4 separate regions of the Mus musculus genome follow, and regions 2, 3 and 4 are each linked to region 1. The links are chromatin contacts, called in public promoter capture Hi-C maps. All regions are on one chromosome and are shown on one strand. Each heading gives the region's core, a stretch centred on a gene start, on an enhancer-like site or on the middle of the called end of the contact. The rest is flanking DNA. Distances are from core to core; before and after follow the strand shown. Region 1 overlaps Dcp1b (decapping mRNA 1B). Region 2 overlaps Cacna1c (calcium channel, voltage-dependent, L type, alpha 1C subunit). Region 3 overlaps Cacna1c (calcium channel, voltage-dependent, L type, alpha 1C subunit). Region 4 overlaps Cacna1c (calcium channel, voltage-dependent, L type, alpha 1C subunit).

Evidence for each region. Promoter capture Hi-C pulls out the DNA fragments that hold promoters and counts their contacts. Capture Hi-C pulls out chosen DNA fragments and counts their contacts.
Region 2: a contact with region 1 is called in a promoter capture Hi-C map of pancreatic islet, with 3 times the contacts expected there. The contact joins two enhancer-like sites. A contact is called at or near these places in 10 of 39 promoter capture datasets (the 3T3-L1 cell line, 3T3-L1-derived adipocytes, frontonasal cranial neural crest and 5 more) and 1 of 9 other capture datasets (pancreatic islet).
Region 3: a contact with region 1 is called in a promoter capture Hi-C map of pancreatic islet, with 3 times the contacts expected there. The contact joins two enhancer-like sites. A contact is called at or near these places in 8 of 39 promoter capture datasets (the 3T3-L1 cell line, 3T3-L1-derived adipocytes, the SN4741 cell line and 4 more), 5 of 484 Hi-C or Micro-C datasets (the HL-1 cell line, cerebellar granule neurons, cerebral cortex and 2 more) and 2 of 9 other capture datasets (adipose tissue and pancreatic islet).
Region 4: a contact with region 1 is called in a promoter capture Hi-C map of embryonic stem cells, with 2.3 times the contacts expected there. The contact joins two enhancer-like sites. A contact is called at or near these places in 8 of 39 promoter capture datasets (the 3T3-L1 cell line, the SN4741 cell line, embryonic stem cells and 4 more).

Annotation. Positions count from the first base shown.
Region 1 is chr6:119,198,764-119,203,273 of GRCm38.p6, reverse strand. It overlaps Dcp1b (decapping mRNA 1B), which reads right to left. Exons shown (of 9, transcript NM_001033379.3): 4 at 4,280-4,346; 5 at 2,323-2,452. Among named protein-coding and RNA genes, the nearest start is that of Dcp1b, 26 kb to the right of the region's middle. Within about 2 kb of position 3,138, at least 15 of the 459 cell types and tissues checked have an H3K27ac peak or open chromatin away from gene starts, as enhancers often do. A contact at or near this core is called in embryonic stem cells, pancreatic islet and uterus, where this site is marked.
Region 2 is chr6:118,863,592-118,868,408 of GRCm38.p6, reverse strand. All of the region lies in intron 3 of Cacna1c (calcium channel, voltage-dependent, L type, alpha 1C subunit), which reads left to right. Among named protein-coding and RNA genes, the nearest start is that of 4931430N09Rik, 14 kb to the left of the region's middle. Within about 2 kb of position 3,513, at least 12 of the 459 cell types and tissues checked have an H3K27ac peak or open chromatin away from gene starts, as enhancers often do. A contact at or near this core is called in pancreatic islet, where this site is marked.
Region 3 is chr6:118,932,867-118,937,473 of GRCm38.p6, reverse strand. The region is part of intron 3 of Cacna1c (calcium channel, voltage-dependent, L type, alpha 1C subunit); the gene reads left to right. Among named protein-coding and RNA genes, the nearest start is that of 4931430N09Rik, 55 kb to the right of the region's middle. Within about 2 kb of position 1,288, at least 26 of the 459 cell types and tissues checked have an H3K27ac peak or open chromatin away from gene starts, as enhancers often do. A contact at or near this core is called in pancreatic islet and uterus, where this site is marked.
Region 4 is chr6:118,767,830-118,772,716 of GRCm38.p6, reverse strand. All of the region lies in intron 5 of Cacna1c (calcium channel, voltage-dependent, L type, alpha 1C subunit), which reads left to right. Among named protein-coding and RNA genes, the nearest start is that of 1700080F18Rik, 70 kb to the left of the region's middle. Within about 2 kb of position 2,091, at least 20 of the 459 cell types and tissues checked have an H3K27ac peak or open chromatin away from gene starts, as enhancers often do. A contact at or near this core is called in embryonic stem cells, where this site is marked.

The DNA of each region.
Region 1 (4,510 bases), core at 1,889-4,388:
GATGACAACTGGGCCGATGGGCTGCAGCCAATCAGGGAGTAATACGTCCTAGGCGGAGGATAATTCTCCTTAAAAGGGACGGGGTTTTGCTTTCTCTCTCTTGCTTTCTTGTTCTTGTTCTTTTTCTCTCTCTTGCTCTGGCTCTTGCTCTCTTGCTCTCTGGCTCCTGAAGATGTAAGCAATAAAGCTTTTGCCGCAGAAGATTCCGGTTTGTTGTGTTCTTCCTGGCCGGCCGAAACGCGGGTAAGAGTGACTGTCAGAGGCTTGGGGCGCAGGCTACTGTGGGGATGTTCATAAGACACCAGACAGGGCAGGAGATTCAAAGGACCCACGCACACCACAGTGACTACAGCTAGTAACAGCATCTGTGAAAGGTGCTGAGAGTGCATTTTAAGTGTTCTCACCACAAGAATGCTAAGCACGTAAGGTAAGTATGTGTTCATTCCCTTCATGTAGTCACTCTACAACGTGTATGTATCAAAGCCTCGTGTTGTATGCCCTCATTTATACACATTTGACTTTTTAATTGAAATTTTAAAAATAATTTAAATACAAAACTGAACTCCCCACCAAATTCCACAGTCAAAAAGGATTCTAGAAATCTTTGTTTAATTCTTTTACAACATCTCCACTATGCCGCTTTAAACATGTCCAAAAATGGAGATGCCGTCCACAAGAATTCTAAGGAAAAAAAAAACTTGTGTGTTTTATTACTGTTTCCACTTCCCACTTCTTCATACCAGACCTATTTTACCAATGGTCTGCACACTGTCTGCATGCATCTAACATGCCTACATGCACAAAGGAGAGGTGACATGCACACAGGAGAGGTGACAACACAGGCGGGACTTATGCAGTACGACTGATGCTAACAGGAGAGCCTTCCATCCAGCTGTGGAGGTTGGGCGTGGCCCTGGTGATGATGGGTAGGAGATGGACTGTGAAAGGCTCACCTTGTTTGGATGAGTGCAAAAGGGGAGGAAAGGCAGGAAGGCACTTTCAGGAAGCAACACCAGTTTCCAATGCTTAGAAAATACCCCAAAGACCATGTGATGGAAAGTCTGAAGACCCCTAGAGCTCACTACCAAGAAGAATGCACAGAGGGAGTATTATCAGGTGACACCTATGAGAAGACTAGTGGGAGAAAGGGGCCCAGCCACCGGCCACCTGAGTTTAATGCCTGAAATCACCAATGACCTTAGCTTGTTCCCAGAACCCACAACCCACAGGGCTGAGGGACCTGACTTTTGAAAGCTGTCCTGACCTTTACATGTGAACTGTGGCTTGTTTGTGACTCTGTGTGTGTGTATATATATGTGCATACACACATGTATGCACTCCAGCACTCAATTAAATATCAGTGTCAGAGGCAGGTTTGGTGTCTGAGTCCTTTCAAAACAAGATAGCAATAGTTTATTTTTGGTAGACTTGGTCCACGCTGTCTCTGTCATTGTCACCATGACATCATGGATTATTACTTAACTCCACACCCAGCACTCTGTCTGCACTGCTGCTGGGCTCTCGTGACACTCTTGTAAGCTGGCTACAGTGCCCACTACATAGGATCCCATTTGCCCAGCAACCAGAACCATCTTCACAGAGCATCGCGAGCTTAGGAGGAGGTCACCCAGGGCAACAGAGGTGCTTACTGCTACTGGGTGCCAAGCATTTTGCAGCCTTTTCAGGGAGTCAGGAGTCTGTAGTTTTTATTTAACAAACCATGAACTAATTTTGCTATCTCTACTTAATACTTAGGATGCACACACACACACACACATACACACACACACACACCTCCTTAGCTAACATATATATGTTAGAACAGGGCATACACTTTTGTCTGTTCAAGTCTACTTTTATGCCTTTTGTTCTGATTTCTACTTTTTAAATTACCACAGCGCATGTGTGGAGTTCAGAAGAGGAGACCTTGTGGAACTTGGTTCTGCCCGTCTACCATGTGGATCCCAAGGATCAAACTCAGGCCATGAAGCTTGGTGGCAGGTGTCCTACCAAGCCATGTTGCTGGGCTCATGCTTTGAGTTATGAAATACTTCACTATGTAGTCCAGGCTAGTCTGAAACTCACCATCCTCCTGTTTCAGCTTCCCTAATTCTGGGATTACAGGCCTACCCACCAACAAAGACATGAATTTGGTTTACACGTTGCCACTCTAAGTCTAGGAGGCCCTCTAACTGGATACCATTTGTATGCAGGCCACTGATTTCTTAGGCTCCCTCTACATCCTGCTCTGTTGACTTCACCTGCTGCCGTCAGTGGTGGGCTTTGCCACCGTGGTATCCCCACGAGGAAGAGGAGACTCACCTTGGTGTACTCATCCTTGGCCTTGGTGAGCATCTGCAGGATATCTACTTCTTGGCCCTCTCCTGAGCTCAAGGTCACGGGGGAGGATCCGGCTCCATGACAGGCTTTCAACTGTTCGCTCTGAGTGAGGCTAGAAAAACGGGAAGCTGCGATTCAGGAAACTAAAGTCAAAAGCGATGCTATTTATCACTCCAACTCTCTCCCAAGGGTTTTCATCCCACTACAACCATCTTAGGACTGCTTAAGCATTTGAAACAGAAAATGAGAGAAGAGGTCCTGAGCCAACAGGCCACATATGCAAATCCAGGGTAGGACATCAGAAGCTCTGTCCTTTGGACTCTAGCCTGCTCCACCTGTTCTAATAAAGAGAATAACAAACACAGGCCTGCTCGTTGCTGGACAGAGCAGTCCTGGCTGCTTTTACACTACAGCCGCAGGGCGGCTGCTGACTGTGGAGGAAGCCTTACAGAACATTCAACAGGGAAGATCTCTATGGTACAGACTCCTTCCCTTCCAGAATGCTGTGAGGTCAAGCAAGGTGGGCTGTACCACCTCAGACCTTGGCGATTCAGAATCGAAAAGGTCCCATTCGAACACTGACCTCATGGTCCTAAATGCTACAGGGAAACATTTTTTTAAGTCCTTTTCTTTGTGTGCTTTGATTTTTCAGCTCAAATTCTTATGTTAACTATGCAGATACTGGTAAAGTATGACCTGCAAAGTTACCAACAGATTTCCTTCTAACTAGAGAATGCATCTGAATCCACACAGATCAACTGCTCCTTGCTATCTACAATCGGCTTCCTGCCTGAGGGGTGAGGCACGCACCAGGTTTACCATGACCTCTTGGCTGAGTTACAGGGTATTTTTTAATCCATATGAAATCCGGCTATTATTGTCCCTTGCACAATTTACAACACCATGAAATGTTTAAGGAACTAGTTGTTATGGTGGTAAATACCAGTTTGAACACACTTAATCACCATCTGGGACTTGAGCTGGTTGCCTAAAATTAGCTCTCACAAGCAGGAGTTTCAGGAGTCAATTTTATTTATAAAAATGTGTTCCCTGGTTTTTATTTCCTTGTGGGGGTCACTTCTTCATTCCATTGCCCTGGGATGTAGAAGCGAATACTGGTTCTTTGCAGGACGAGCATCACGTCCACATGGGGACTAGCTATCCTAAACAGAGACCCAGCCCCATTAGGAATTTGATTAATTCTGATGACCTTGGCTATTTGCATAAACAGCAGCCGACAGTGAGCAGCCAAGTCGGAACTGGTCAGAGCCCACCAATCAATCGCACCTGAGCCTCCTTGTGATCCAATTAAGGAAGCCAAAGTCAGAGAGTACCTCAGGAACAGCTTGAGAGAAAGAGACTAATAAGTCTAAGAGTAGTGGGGGGGGGGGAGATGGGGAGAGAGAGGTGATTGATTCTGTACCGACTGCTAAACTAACATGAACTGATTCGGACTTCCCCAGAGAGGGGGACTGAGGAGGATTCTAGGCCCTTGGTGTTTGAGGTGTATCTGGGAACTCTGAGTTACAAGCACAGTTTAGAAGGAAGTGGAGGGTATCAAAGGCTCTGGGCAGCCTTTCAGGGTGACCCTGCATGTTCATTTTACTGATGGACACATAACTTTCCATAGAAAATACTACTTATTTACAAATGAAGAAAATGCCAAAGAAAACCACCCCGCGGAACAGCTCACAGCACATGGAGAGAACAATAAGCCACAGAAGCTGAGTTTGCAGAGAGCAGGGCAAAACTGTTTCTCACTCTCTTCATATGCTAAGCAGTGACAGGGTCTGGGGGTGGGGTGGGGTGGGGTGGGGTGGGGGTGGGGTCGTGTGAGGATGACAGCTGAGAACCACTTCCTGCTAGTGTTGATTCACACATTTAGAAATACGAGCCACAGTGCCAGCTCCTAGGACACGATTGGCCTTTTAATACTTACTTTTTCATTAGTTTTGCAATTCTCTGGCACTCTTCCTTATCATAAAACCAAATTCCATAAATGGACACTGGGGAAAAACACATCAACAAGCCGTAAGCATCCTCAAAGCACACAATGGAAGGGAACCCCCTTTCCGTCTTACAGGAAAATCCGCAATAATCAGTCACAGTGAATTCATTCGAGTGATTATTAAATAGATGAAAGCAGTCATTGGAGTCAGAGCCAGGGCTA
Region 2 (4,817 bases), core at 2,264-4,763, 340 kb after region 1:
TTGCAATCATGGTGGAAAACCCCAAGAAGGGAGGCATTGTTTTCAAAGGGGACTAAGCAGCTAGGATAGGAAACCCATCTTGAGGGTGTCTTGCTCTAGCCCACTGCTGCACTCCTTCCTAACCCACTCCCCAGGAACCAGGAGAAGACATTGCATTTATCTGGACACTCAATAAACAGGGCGGAATTGAATTCATTTAGTTAAATTGAATCAAATTGAATAGAACCTAAGTTGCCCCACAGATCATTAGGCATATGCACCAATTACCCAGCAGAAGCACAGTCGTTCCTCTGCTTCCTGTCAAGGAGAACACTGGGCCCAGCTCCAGCCTACCTGGTGGCCCAGAGCAAAGGCCACCTAAGAAGATGGATTCCAGGACCTTAGGGACAAAGGGAACAACTGGAAAGCCTGTGAATTTTGGTAGGGAAGGGGCTTGGCTCCTCATTTGTCACATACCTCTGATCCAGAGAGTAGATCTCTGAACTCATTATCATCACAGGAGTCAACACTAAGAACTGCAGCCACTTTAAATTCCCCCTTTAAAGTCCGTTGCAAAATGGAACTGTCCAGAATTGGTCCCAAGAGCAGTATGAGAGCAAAGTGTCCCAGCATTCCTACCTGTGAATGAATGGAGAAAATACTCACATTGTAATTGTGTGAGAAACAGGATGAGGCAAACAATGGCCTGGCTGCTCCTGCAGGTCTGGGCCCCCAGCCTTCTGTCCTGAGGCTGGCAGGAGCAGAAGCCTGGCATACCAGACATGCCTTGAGGGCACCCACTTTGGGGAGTGCAGATGAAGGAGAAATACATAGCAAAGAAGCAAATGACCTGTGTTTTGGCCAATCTCTTCTACCCCGGGGCCAACCGTCTGACTCTGACCTGTGGGATTAGTGGCCTGATTTGCAAATGAGAAAAATCAGTTCTTACATAAGCAAGCAGGGAAGCTGGACCTGATTGTCTTCCGTGGCGTCCTCCAAATACGTCCGGTGTTCTAGATGCTCACTTTCCGCTCTGTACAAAGGCAAGGACGAGTGTGTGGCTCCCAGGCCTTGCCTGTCCTACAACATGGGCTTTATCCTTTTCTTTGTTATTCCAAAAGTGTAGCCTCTGCCTGCTCTGTGTCCTCTCCAAAGGGTCTTGCTTTTCCTGGGTGTTTGCCTTGCATCATACACAGTAGTTCTAGACTTCACCATATTTCTCTTAGACAGGATTAGAACTGGGCTTGCCTTCTTTTCAAGTTTAGCTTTTCTGTTCCATCCAGAACACCCGGCCATTCCCCAGCTGTACTCCCTGGTTGCCAGCACGTCTAAAATTACAAGCATTACCTTGCTGTAAGGCAGCTGCTATTTCTATACCCCAATAGAAGTCAATACTAGAGAGTGGAGCTACCCAGAAGCCAGGGGGTGGCGTGTTAGCTAGATGGATGCAAATAAAGCTGTTCCATTTCATGGCCCTCCTTGGGATGTGTCTAATTTGGGGGCCTGTGTTGTTTACTTCATCTTGTTTCTGGAAGAGGTTCTGCCTCCCCCCCCCCCCCCAAGTGACATCACTCTGAGGCACAAGGTTCCTTCTCAAGGTGAGCAATTCCCCTCTCCAGCTGTTCGTAGTGAGTAATTAGTGTAGAAAGAGGCTAATGACAAAATTACCTATTGGGCCGGGGTTTATGTGAACCAAAGGGAGGAAAGATCTCCGTTCACTTGCCGCATGTTTTATTTCCCCCCCCACCCCCCAAAAAAGAATCACAACAAAACCCCAGACTTTCCTGCTGCTGACTTAGCAGTCATGTCTGAATTTTCCTACCCAGCACTTCCTCCACTGGAGAAAAGATTGCAGCAGGTGGTTCCAGGAGAAGAAATGGTTCTCGGTTGTGTCCACTCCCCTTCCCCCACCCGCCACCCCATTTATATTTGACTCACATTTTTTTTTTTGCCATGTGATTACATCATTTTCTTTTCAGCCTCCTTACATCCCTTTCTGTCTGTTAGACCAAGAAACTGAGGCTAGGACGTACGGACTTGCCCAGGGCTGTGCCTAGTAAGCAGCAGTACTAGGAACTAGCTGGTACCCGGATCGCAGTACCCATAATCTTGGGCATTGATAACTAACACACATCCATCTTGTTGGAAGACAGAAACAGACGACAAGAAGAGATTTGAAAGTGGACCTTGCCAAGTTACAAGGTACTGGCTATTCTTGGCTTTCTCTAAGCTACACAATCCAACTTGGCCAGAAAACAGTGGATAGGGTGAGGGTGAGGGTGGCCAAACAGCACACTGCCCACAGGGCTGTCCCATAAGCTGACCTCTACCAAATGTTTAGAGTTCTATTAGAGTTTGTGACCATTTGGTTCCACTCCCACCCTGCCCCCAGCCCCCACTGCAAAACCCAGAGTGCCTCCATACTTGGTCATTGTCCCAGGGCCCTGAAGGCTGAATAGTTTGGCCAGGCCTCCTGCAGTCCCTGCCATTCCTATGTACTGCCTGCCTTCTGCTGTCTCCCCCTTTCCTCCCGCTCCTCAGAGAAAATAAGTCTGTAGTGGCCACTGGACTCCTTCCCATTTGTATTCGACTGACTGCCTTGCACCTTGCTTGCTTTCTCTCTCCTTGCCCCTGCTTGACTGGTTTTTCCTGCCATCCCTTTGAGAAGGGCCTTTTGCATCTCTTAAAAGTCTTTTCAAAGTGCATTTCTACTTAAGGTTAACTGAGGCCATTGTCACCAGGGGTTGCTGATGACCCACTGTCTCTCCTCCTGTTCCTTGTTCCTTGCCTTGATCTCAAAGTTCTTGTATCCCCTTCCATATTCTACAGTCCCATTGGTTGGATCCCATGTCAGCCTACCCTGCTGGTTGCTCCTGAAGTCTCTGGAGGCCCCAGTAATCATGCCTGCTTTCTGGTGGCCAGTGGGTAGACCTTCATGCTGGCAACTGTCCTTGTTGCCTAAGTGAGCACTCAGGAAGGTTTGGGGGCCTGTTGCTATGGAGACAATGGGGGTATCAGCTAGTACCTTTCTCAGGCATTCTTATGCAACCTGCCCTCTTTCCTGGATCGCGGGGATGCTACATGGAAGTTTCTTAAATTAATCCTGTCAAAATAGCTTTTGAATTCTTTCAAAGCGGGTCTCTTTTTTTTCCTCTTTCTTTTTTCTTTCTTTCTTTTTTTGTATATTGAGAGACACAAACTGTTCAAGAGAAGAATTGAGAACAAAGCACTCAGGCCTGGAGAGGAGTGGGAGAGCATTAGAAGACAAACGTGGAGCTGATTGACAGGTTTGAGAACAGGGCCTTGGATGGGAGGTCAGAGGGATTGAGAAGACTAATGGGGACTAGAGAAACATCTCAGGCCTGGGGGGAAGCAGGACCGTGGAGCCTGGTTAGGACAGGGAGAGTGGCTCGAAGCAGGAGCAGGAAGTAGGGCTGCTGTAAGAATTCTTCCTTCAGAGGCCGGGTGAGTAAGGTCATTATGACAACAGCAACGGTGTGTACGCTCCGACGGATGAGAGGCGGCCACACTTTCAGTTTTGAACAACAAATGAACAGATTAAGATCAGAGCAAGCACAAGTAAGAGAACAAATAGCAAGTCACCGACAGGAAGTAAATCTTCATCAAATCGGACTTACAAGCATCCAGCAGAAACTGGCTGGGGGAGCGGAGGCCGTCAAGTGGAGTTCCACGTCCAGCTCGATCTCAATGGATGAGCTTCCCAATTCTCTTTTCCACCACAGGCATCTTTATACCACGAGGCCAGCAGTAGCTTCCGCTGGAAATAGTTTGCACTCTAGCTGACATCAAGGGCGTACTGTCTTTAAAGACCTAACTGTTTGCTCTTTTCCCCTCTCCCTGTTGGAGAGCCAGGAGCCCAGCCTGATCTGGATCAGGGGAGTTTGAAAGAGACCAGGAAGAACATCCTTGCTCCCAGAGCTCACGCTTAACAAGCTTAAACAGCACGTGATAATTTACCTACACACACACACACACACACACACACACACACACACACACACCCCAAACCACAACAACAGCAGCAGCATGTTCTGGAGCACACAGCAAAATTGTTTTCTGTGTCTAGGGAGTTTACACATGCCTATAGTCATACTACTCTGAAGACGACTGAGGCAGGAGGATTTCAAGAGACCCAAGAGTTCAGGCCTGGAGAACATAGTAAGAGCCTGGTTTCCTTCCTTCCTTCCTTCCTTCCTTCCTTCCTTCCTTCCTTCCTTCCTTTCTTTCTTTCTTTCTTTCTTTCTTTCTTTCTTTCTTTCTTTCTCTCTTTCTTTCTAGAAGCCTAATTTAAGCTTCTGGCCCAGGCTTCATGGATCAGAATTCCTAGAAGAGAAACCAGGGGGCATATCTAAATCAATGAGAAATGCTATGATTTGGAACTTAGGGGTCCTCCACAGGTTCTAGTATTAGACACTCAGGGTTCACCATTGGGAGCTAATGGAACCTTTGAGAGGTGGAGCCTAGTGGGTGTTCAGTCACTGGATGTGTCCTTGAAGGGGGATGGTAGATTTTGGTCTCTCTTTACTCCATTTTGTTTCCTGTCCATCAGATGAGAGTGCCTCACACTTACTAAAACGTCTCACCATATAACCAAAAGATCTTGGACTAGAACTTCTAAAAGTATGGCCCAAATAAACCTTCCCTTTTGAAAGTTGACAATCATCCATCCACATCTGTTGTAGTGATAGGAAACTCCCTGACTCATGAACCAAGGGGCTAGCTGTGTGATGAGAGAAAGACTTCTCTACATGCCCCTTGCTGCCCATCCTGCACCTGGCAAGTTCTTCACCACCCAGAAACTCCTTCAAGAACACAGT
Region 3 (4,607 bases), core at 39-2,538, 260 kb after region 1:
TTTGGCTTTTGGGCCATCTCAGGTCTCCAGAGTTTGTATTACAGATGCTCAACCTGTATATCTGATCCCTATCCTTGGCAGGGCTGATACTTGCTGTCTCAATAAACCCATAAGTTGAATAGTGTAACTCCTTCAACACAGCCCACAGACAGCATTGCATTGCCCATTGTACAGATGAGAAACTGAGACTTAGTCTGGGGGTTGGGGGAAGGAACCAGAATGAATGTTTAGCTCTGGTCTGGGCTTGAGGCTAAGTCCAGGGGAAGAAACTAAACCATAAAAGGGGACACCCATTGTCCTGGAACTCTTTTGTCCAGGGTCTGTAGAGAATGCTTGGAGCCCGTTTTCCCTCTCCCACTGAGGAGGAGGAGTAGGAGAGGGAGGAAGGAGAAGGGGGCGAGAATGTCTCTAACTTTGGGATTCTTGCAGTGTGACTTGTTTAAGAGCACTGCCTACTTTGTGACCAGGAGGAAATCTCATCCTATGGCTGCCCTGCTTCTCTGGCAGACTATTCCTTTGGTCTCAGATCACTGCCATATATCTGACACGGTTCAGGTTTATTGCATGTAAAGTGATGAGAGGGTTTTTTAAAGATAGGAGGTTTGTGCCCTCTCACATCATTGATGGGTAAAAAGGAGCAGGTTTTTAGGATCTTTGGGTCTCTGCTGGAATGGTAACGATATGGGCCTCCATTTTTGAACAGCGTATGTGTTTTCTAAGGACCCGTTTGTTTTCCTCTGTCACTGAACCTTGATATGCTCCAAAATTTCTCAATCATATGGTTTCTGGAGAGGGAGATGCTGGGAAGGGGTTGACTTGCTTCCTCTGAAGAGTCAGCTTTCAAGGATATGGCTGGGGTGAACAGAGGCAGAGCCAAAAGCAGGCTGAGAAGCCTGGGGTTCTGGCAGGGTTCATATTCCTAGGATCAAAGCTCAGAGCTCTTGATTGATGCTGATCCTCTCATAGGTGGCCCCAGCAGCCTTGGTTCCAGAGGATGTGTGGCTTCCTATCCTACACTTTGAGTGGCTGCATAGAAGATGCCCCTGGGCAGTCTGGGGAATGTAGGAGACCTTGTGTTTGAAGGGGGATTATCAAGGGAACACTCATGGAGTCTGTTGTCTTGGGAGGGTTCCACCATGGCCTCTCTTCCTGTGAGTGTCCTGGGTAGTGGGCCAGTAGAGTTGTGGGCAGCTAGGGAAGGCTGCAGTGAGGACTTCCAGGGCTGGAGGTTGCTAGGCAGTGAGGAGGTTTCCCAGGGAGATTGTGGATAGAAACACCATCTGCTAAAGATGATTTAGTTCCGGAAGAGGCAAGGGAAAGAACGGAATGGTCCTTGCTGTCCCACTCAATCTTACACTGCACATTCGTGCTGAGTATTCTGGCCAAACTTCAGCTAGGCAGATCTGAGGGTCCTGTAAATAAATGGTCTAGGTGTTCCAGCCCTAGCCTTCTCTTGGCTGTCCTGGTGGCATGTGCTGAAAGCTCCTGTGTTGAGCAAGGGCGATAGATATATGACTAATCACTTAGGCTTTATCGAAACACCAACAGTTGCAAAATGCCTCCACCTCTACACAGGGAAGGGTGAACAATGAGAAAAATGACTTCAATACAAGAAACACATTCTGTGGAGGGTGAATCCAAAAATCAGGGAGGGAACAGTGGGGATCAGGATGTCATGTACAGACTGGCTGAAACAAATCAGCTAGACTAGCTCTGCCCCATGCTACCATCCACATGGGAACCTTAGGAGTCAGTAGGCTGCTGGTGGCCCCGTGCCAGTGAAGTCCCTGGCTTTGACTGCGGGGAGAGCAGTTCTGAGTGCCTGGTTTCTGGATCTGGAAACACACTCAGCCCTCTAGGACAGAGGATGTTGGGCAGATATTTTGAGATGTGGTGTCTTTTTAGGAGATGGTCAGTCACCCGGTACTTCCCTACCTAGACTCCTAGCTAAACGTCATACTGAACATCTGCATCTAGTGTCCAATTGGTGTCACAAGAAGATGCATTATCTATGCAGCTGAGGAATCAAAGGGCATCTTTGCAGAGAATAAAGAAAGCAAAGACGACAGGAGGTGCCATTTTGCACGGACATCATTACCATCCCAAGGTCCAAAGGCACAAGGACAGAAAACCATGCTTCTGGTATTTTATGAGAACAGGATAAGAAGGAGGGACCATAAGGTGAAAACTTTGGTTGTTGTTCAGAACTTAACACCAAATTAGTGCGTGTCATGTTCAGTATAGCTTCTCATTGCTCAAACAGAATCCAGAGTATCGAGGGACCACACCAATGTTGATAGACCACAGACCAAGGAGGGGAAAAGAGGCAAGTGCGTGCTAGGCTGGCAAGATTGTGTTGATTTAATCTAAACCCCTCTAGAAAGTGCATCCTGAGATGGAGTGCTCCCCACTTCCAAATTATTCTGTTTTCAGGCTTTCCCTGTGTGCTTGCAAAACATACTGAACAAATCATCCGGGCCTCAGAAAAGTCTTCATGGCATTAGTTCTCTGAGACCACAGCCTTCTGAGGGCAGAGACAGAGCCACTTACTGCCCGCTATTGTGAGGGACCTTAACCCCCTCTCCCCCCCCTCCATCAGCTTCTGCGGTGCTCAGAGATCTCAGGGCCTGTGACCTCCTTGAAAGCCCTCAGGCTGGCTTATTGGCACAGCTGGCGGTCTTGTCACATGACCTGAGTCTCTGGTGAGAGAATAGGAGAGACCGTGAGGAAATGAGGGAGGAACACTCAAGGCTGATGAAGGGCTTTATACAGGAAGTCATAGTCCTGAAGGACCCGAGGCTGAGGACTGTGGGAGCAGGGGCAGCTGGCACATCGCTGGACTTTCCTTGGGCTAAGGAGAGCCATGGATCTGCAGGATCAGGCAGGGCTCCTCATCTCCTAAGGCCTTTCATCCTGGTGCCATGGTGTCTCTTGTCGTCAACTGCAGATCTGCAGGTGTTCTTCCCCTTCCCCCACCAGGAAGTCCCAGTCCACTCAAGAAGAGCAGGTGACATCGTTAGCATGCTTGAGAGACTGGCATTGCCAGCGAGTGGGGGTTGCTGGCAGAGTGAGAACCAGATGCTTGCTTGGTGGCTTACTGCTCACTCTCCAGGCGCTGGGCCCCATGTTCAGGACAGACTCTGTGCTTTTGTCCATCCCTTCCTCTTCCAGCAGGACCAGAAGAGGGACATGTGTTTACCATGTTGCTCTCAACAGATCATGTCAGGGGAAGAACACTCCTTAAGAAGGAAATCTCCTAAGAGAAGTGTCAGCCCGGAGCAGCCACTTCATAGTGTAATTTATTCAACATCTAAGACCTTTGGTTTCTCAGCCTCCAGGTAGGGAGAGGAGGAGTATCTGCAGGAGGGAGCAGGTGGAGAGTTCAATGATCTTCAGTGGCAGGTACTGAGGACCTGTGCTTCTTCAAGAAATGTCTTGGGGAAGCATCCCCACAGGTTGCTGGAGACATGGGATGCTGGTGGGGCCACCAAGGCAGCAAACAACCTCCAAGTATTAAGTTGCTTCCTATGTAGCTTTCTTCTTCGTGGCACTGGGTCATCATTCTATAGACCCTATTCTAAGCTGCCCCCCAACCTGATGAACTGAGGACCTGCGGCATCCGTTCAGAAGTCAGGAGCATGTCTGAGAAGTTTCAACAAGGACACCCAGGATGCTTCATCTGTCACTTGGGCAGTAGTCTCAAGGATCCATAAGTTGGTGGCCTCTCAGTTCAGCTTTGCAAGGGTAACAATAGCTATGATGTCTAACAGTAAACCCTACCAGTTACAGATACTGTTTGTACATTATTCTAATGCTCCTGATGACTGTCCACCACTGATATTTGCCTATTTTCTCTTTGATAAGGAGACAGGATTATATAACTCTGGGACCTTGCCCAAGGCCACCTGACTAGGAGCCCATAGAACTAGACCGATTTGACTCTAGGATATACTATTGTAAGCCGTGAAGCCAGTTTCTTTGCAGAGTGAGTGACAGTGGCCATGCTCAACAGATTCCCAGAAGATGGGGGTGGGGAGAATTGCCTGGCACAGTGGCCCCTAGCTGGCATGAGGTACCCTTTCTGGCTGCAGTTCTAAGATTTGGGGATGGGATGAACATCCTTGTCAGTAGACTGACCCCCTAGACCAGCATGCTGGCATGCTTGGCTGGCACCCTCTGCAGTCTTCCTCCAGTGTTCATGGCCTCTTGATGGAGTGACAACTGTGATTCAGCGCTGGCACCCGTGGCAGCAGAGACGTAGTGAAATGGGAGAAAGGATTGTAATTATCTCTTAACACATCTCCACATTGCTCTGCTGTCAGGGCGGTTTTGTTTTCTGATTTATTTTGATCTGCTTAGAAATTAGTTGCTGCAGTGCACTGAGTATGTAATCCATGTCCCGTGAACTCGCAGCCATCAGCTCAACGAAAGCCCAGCAACACATGGCTTTCTTTTCTTGCCTTTCCTTGGTTTCTGTGAGGCTGTGTGTGTCTGTTGACTGTCTTTCTGTCTTTCTGCCATGACTCCTCGTCGTACCTAATGATCTTGTCCGCCAACCTTTCTGGAGGGCTCGTTCCCATAGTGAGCTTACCACCTGAATTGTGTTG
Region 4 (4,887 bases), core at 842-3,341, 430 kb after region 1:
TGGGAGAAGTTGCTGGCCAAGGTACAGACCTGAATCTGTGCTAAGTGTGTTCTCAAGGCTTCTGTAGTAGGAGAAAACACTCAGTAAACTGACACATAAAATAAAACCTAGAGATTCCGAAGAATATTTAGGTATCGCGTAAGGAGCACTGTAGTGAGGTGAGTAAGCTTTGGGGATACCGTACTTCCAGGAGTAGGGACCATGAGTCAGAAAGACTTCCTAGAGCAGGTAGAACTTGGACTGGATCTCAGGGGACAAACAAGGAGTGACTTTCCAGGACATTGCAAAGAGAAAGGACAGGGTGGTCCTGGAGATGTACATCAGAGGGATTAGGAGCCGATTATAGTAACAACCAGACTGACTGCCCCTGACGAAGTGCCATGTAATGGAAAGCTGTGGTTGCTTTGTACAGACTTTCCTTTGTGAGGCCTCTGATATTTCCCAGAAATATCATGTGGCACACATGATGTATGGAAGGATGAGCCATTCACAGCAAGATGTATGACACAGTATATATGAACAGTGAAGATTGAGAGCTGTGATCCAGAATTTACAATATATATGAAGTGGGTATGCTTGCTTATAGAACAATAAGCAATGGTCCTTCCCACATGACCCTCATGTGTGCTTCTAGAGAAGACCTCCCAAGGGTGTACTGAATCAAGGAAGACAGCAGATGGAGGTGTGATATCATCCTTTAGGTTCATGAGGCCTTTGATAAAACCTTGGAGCACCGTTGCTCTCATAGAAAAAGGCTGTGAGGGGCTGTCTCCATTCAAGAGGGGCACCAGCTAGGTTTCCTCCCATGATCACCTGGGAGCCAGCCACAACACCAGGCAGTGGGACACACTGGAGATAATGGGCCTTGTAGTTTATGGTGAAGAGGTAGGGGCAGACACAGAAGGAAGTGAACTTTTAGGCTCCCTATCTGCTTGGGTCACCAAGACATACTAGCCCTAGCCAGCTCATAAATCCATGTATAGACTAGCCCCACACTCAAGAAAAAAGCTGTAAGCAGTTGTCGAGAAGTGAACAGGGGGCAGACTGTTCATGCCTGTCTACCCCTGTGGCAAGGGGCAGCCAAGGACCAAGGTTCTTAGGGTTCTCAAGAGGGCAGCTATGAACAGCGTGGGCTTTCCTCCGTCCACAAGGGTGACTTCCCAAGCTCCTGTGCGTATCCCCTGGCCTGGTTTGCTTCAAGAATCCCCATGAAGGTCCTGATACTGATGTGGCTACCATGCAGAACCGTGGCTGCAGGGAGGAAAAGCTGCTCTGTCTCCTGACCTGACTGCAGACAGCCCTCTCCTGTGCCCTGATCTTCCTTAGCTCAGCATCTCTTATCTCCCTTCAGGGTTCTCCCGTGGCACAAGTCTTGCCCTAGCTCTGCTGCCCACAGTTTCTCTGTTTCCTGTTCAGGCTCAGTTTCTCTGTCTACAAACTAATAATGTGCACAGCACAGATAAGAGCAAGCCTTTTCCTGGTAGAGCCCTGCTCCCTTCCAGCAATAAAGTCTTGTAAGTCCACCCCTGGATACGCCACAGCATTTGTAAGAGAAAATGACCGAAAGGTCACAAAGTCAGGGAATTCATCCATGAGCATCCCGTGCCTTCTCAGCTCTGCCCATCATAGAGTTTTATAAGAAATAAATAACAGTATGTGACTAAGCTGGAGAAATCTGATTATTTGGTAGAGCAGGGTGAGAGAAAAGTATCAGTGACAAACAATACATGCCACCAACAGCAAAGTTAAATGTGCTGTGGCGTCCAGCCCTTGCCCAGTAATGAAAATACACCTTTCACTCGAGAACCAGGTAGCAGGTGATAACAGGACACGGTCCATTCAAAGCGGTGTACAGCCTCAAGGTAAGCTTTGCCGTCGAGAGCTGGATTCGGTGATTAACTAGCCCAATGGTCCAGGAAGCAGGGATATTACCCCTGATTTGTAGGCAGGAAGGATAGCCTCCAATGTGTCACCCGAAGGAATGCAGGGAGATGGGCGCTGAAGATTACGCAGTCCAGAAGGATGCTTAGGGCTGTCCCACAGACAGAACTGGCCGGAGAGAATGAGGCAGCTGATAGTCAGGGTGTGAGCACATTTGCATTTTACGAATTCCTGAACTCCTTGGGCTCTGAAGGATAATGAGAAATGGCTCTGTTGCTGCCCGTGGATTCAATGCTTAAGTTGGCCTGCAGGAGAGCAGGGTGTGGATTTGTGGCTGCAGTGGGCAAGCTACTTGACTCCTGTATTAGTCAGGGTTTTACTGCTGTGAACAGACACCATGACCAAGGCAAGTCTTATAAAAACAACATTTAATTGGGCCTGGCTTACAGGTTCAGAGGTTCAGTCCATTATCATCAAGGTGGGAACATGGCAGTATCCAGGCAGCCATGGCACAGGAGGAGCTGAGAATTCTATGTCTTCATCCAAAGGCTGCCAGGGGAAGACTGACTTCCAGGCAAGTAGGGTGAGGATCGTATACCCACACCCACAGTGACACACCCATTCCAACTAGGTCACACCTATTCCAACAAGGCCACACCTTCAGATGGTGCCACTCCCTGGTCCAAGGATAATACAAACCATCACAACTCCCGTTTGTCCAGGAGTCTTCTGCTCTCTTCTCTGTGAAATGAGAGAGTTAAACTATTTTAGCATTAGAATCCTGAGCTCTGTCGTTCAGTCTTTTGAAAATAGAAGACAGCGGTGGTCTATGAATTCTTCTTGAGACAGGAGTTTCCGAACTTAGGTAGTCATCTGCAAGGTGTGACCTTGTGCGCATCGCCCCAGTCGTTAACTCCTAGGATTGTAGCAATCAGACAGTTCAGAGGTGGGAAAGATGCCACATGATAAGTCAACAGGCATGATTAAGCACTGGCTGGGAATCGAGGACTGTGGCAGGTGGCATTCTAGCACAAAGGTCAGGTGAGATCCTTAAACCTCCTGAACTACATCTCCGTGACTCATCTCTGTGCCTGGCCCTTTCTTGGAAATCACAAACATGCGAAACAAACAGCCAAAAGCAAGATGTTTACTTAATTAGAACTAATGCTAATGACAAAGCCCACTCGGTCTAAGTGCCACAAAGGAAAAGGAAGAGAGAGTGAAATGAAAATACAGTTTAGGTATACATTCCAGGAAGTGGTCGGTGAGCAGAGCGTGCACTCCGTGTCTTTCTCGCCCTTGTTTCCACACCTGTCCAATCACTAACTAAACAGACAGCGGCACCACTGTTTAGGATGTGAGGAAAAGACTAGAGTCTCACAATCCCCATCCAAGGCATCCTGGTGACCCAGAGACTCCTTCTAAATCCCACCTATGAGGTCTCCACCACCTCAAAGGAAGACCATCCCAGGGCAGCAATGCATGCGCCTTTAGGATGTAGTCAAGGTTCACACTACACCAACTTTTCTGTGGTACAATTGGCAGTCATTGACATGAGCAGGTCTTACATATTTAGGCGCAAATATAGTACTCTTACACACTGTCTTGACAAGCTCCTGTCCTGTGGTTATACATATTTTATAATCACACCCCATATTACTGTTTTACAATCAAATGGCTCAAGTGGATTACAGAAACACAGTGTACCCGCTTACTTGTCGTTGCTGGCTCTCCTGATGTATACGCGAGTTCTGATGTCCCCAGACACTGTTGTCCACTCAGCTCTCATCCTTTATTCTGGGGTTCTCCGTGCGCACATGTTTGGCCATCATGTATTGTTCTACTGTCCTTAAAGCTTTGTTCAGTTTTTCCCCAATTCTTCCTTGGTCTGTGTTCCACAGATTGGATAATCTCCTTTGTCATTCCATCTCACCTGTCTTTGTTTGTTTTGTTTGCTTGTTTGTTTGTTTCCTCTGCACTGTTTCTAGCTTCATTGAGCTTATTCAGTGATTTTTTTTCTATTCAGACCAGTTGCTTTTTAATTACAGAGCTTTAATTGAGTTCCCTTGTATAGTTCCCACGTTCCTATGGTATGCTTCTGTTTTCTCTTTAATACAACACACTTGCTATTCACTAAATATGTTTGTGTGTGTGTGTGTGTGTGTGTGTGTGTGTGTGTGTGTGTGTGTGCGCGCGCGCGCGCATGCACATAACAACTATTTAAAATTATTTCGGGTGGTGGTGGTGCATGCCTTTAATCACAGCACTTGGGAGACAGAGGCAGGCAGATTTCTGAGTTGGAGGCCAGCCTGGTCTACATAGTGAGTTTCAGGAGAGCCAGGGCTACACAGAGAAACCCTGTCTCAAAAAAAAAAAAAAAAAAAGAAAGAAAAGAAAAAGAAAAAGAAAAATCCAAACAAATAAAATCATTCATCTGTTAAATCTAACATATGCAGTCTCATTTTTATGGGCTATATAAGTTTCTGGGCTTGTATAGACTTGATTTTATGCTGGTTGGCATAGACCAATTGAAAACCCAAGCCCCTCAACCTTCAAATTACATTTCCCCTTTGTGCTTAGTTGAATCTAGGTTCAGGGCACAGAGCATAAGGTTCTTGTCCCTGAAGTGTCCCATTCTGGCACTGGAGTCGGGTGTCTCACTGACATGTCCACTTGAGCTCTCCATATGAGAGGGCCAGAGCCCCAGCCTCTTACTGCTCCTCTCCTCTCCCCTCCCCTACCCACCACCCGCAGCACTGGTCTTAATGCCTGTAGCGCCTCCATTCTGCCCTCCCCTCCCCTCCCCCCAGTGGCTGCCATCTGATGCGAGCAGATTGAAAGTTGCACTTGCACATGTATAATCTTGTTCAAAGCCATTCCACACAAACTTCCAGGGGCCCGTAGCTCCTACCCGGCTCCTTGCTGATGTCCCAACAAACTGCTTCAGCCTCTCACGGTCTGGTCCAACATCACTGTACTTGGGCAGTGGGCCAATGGACTTGGGGA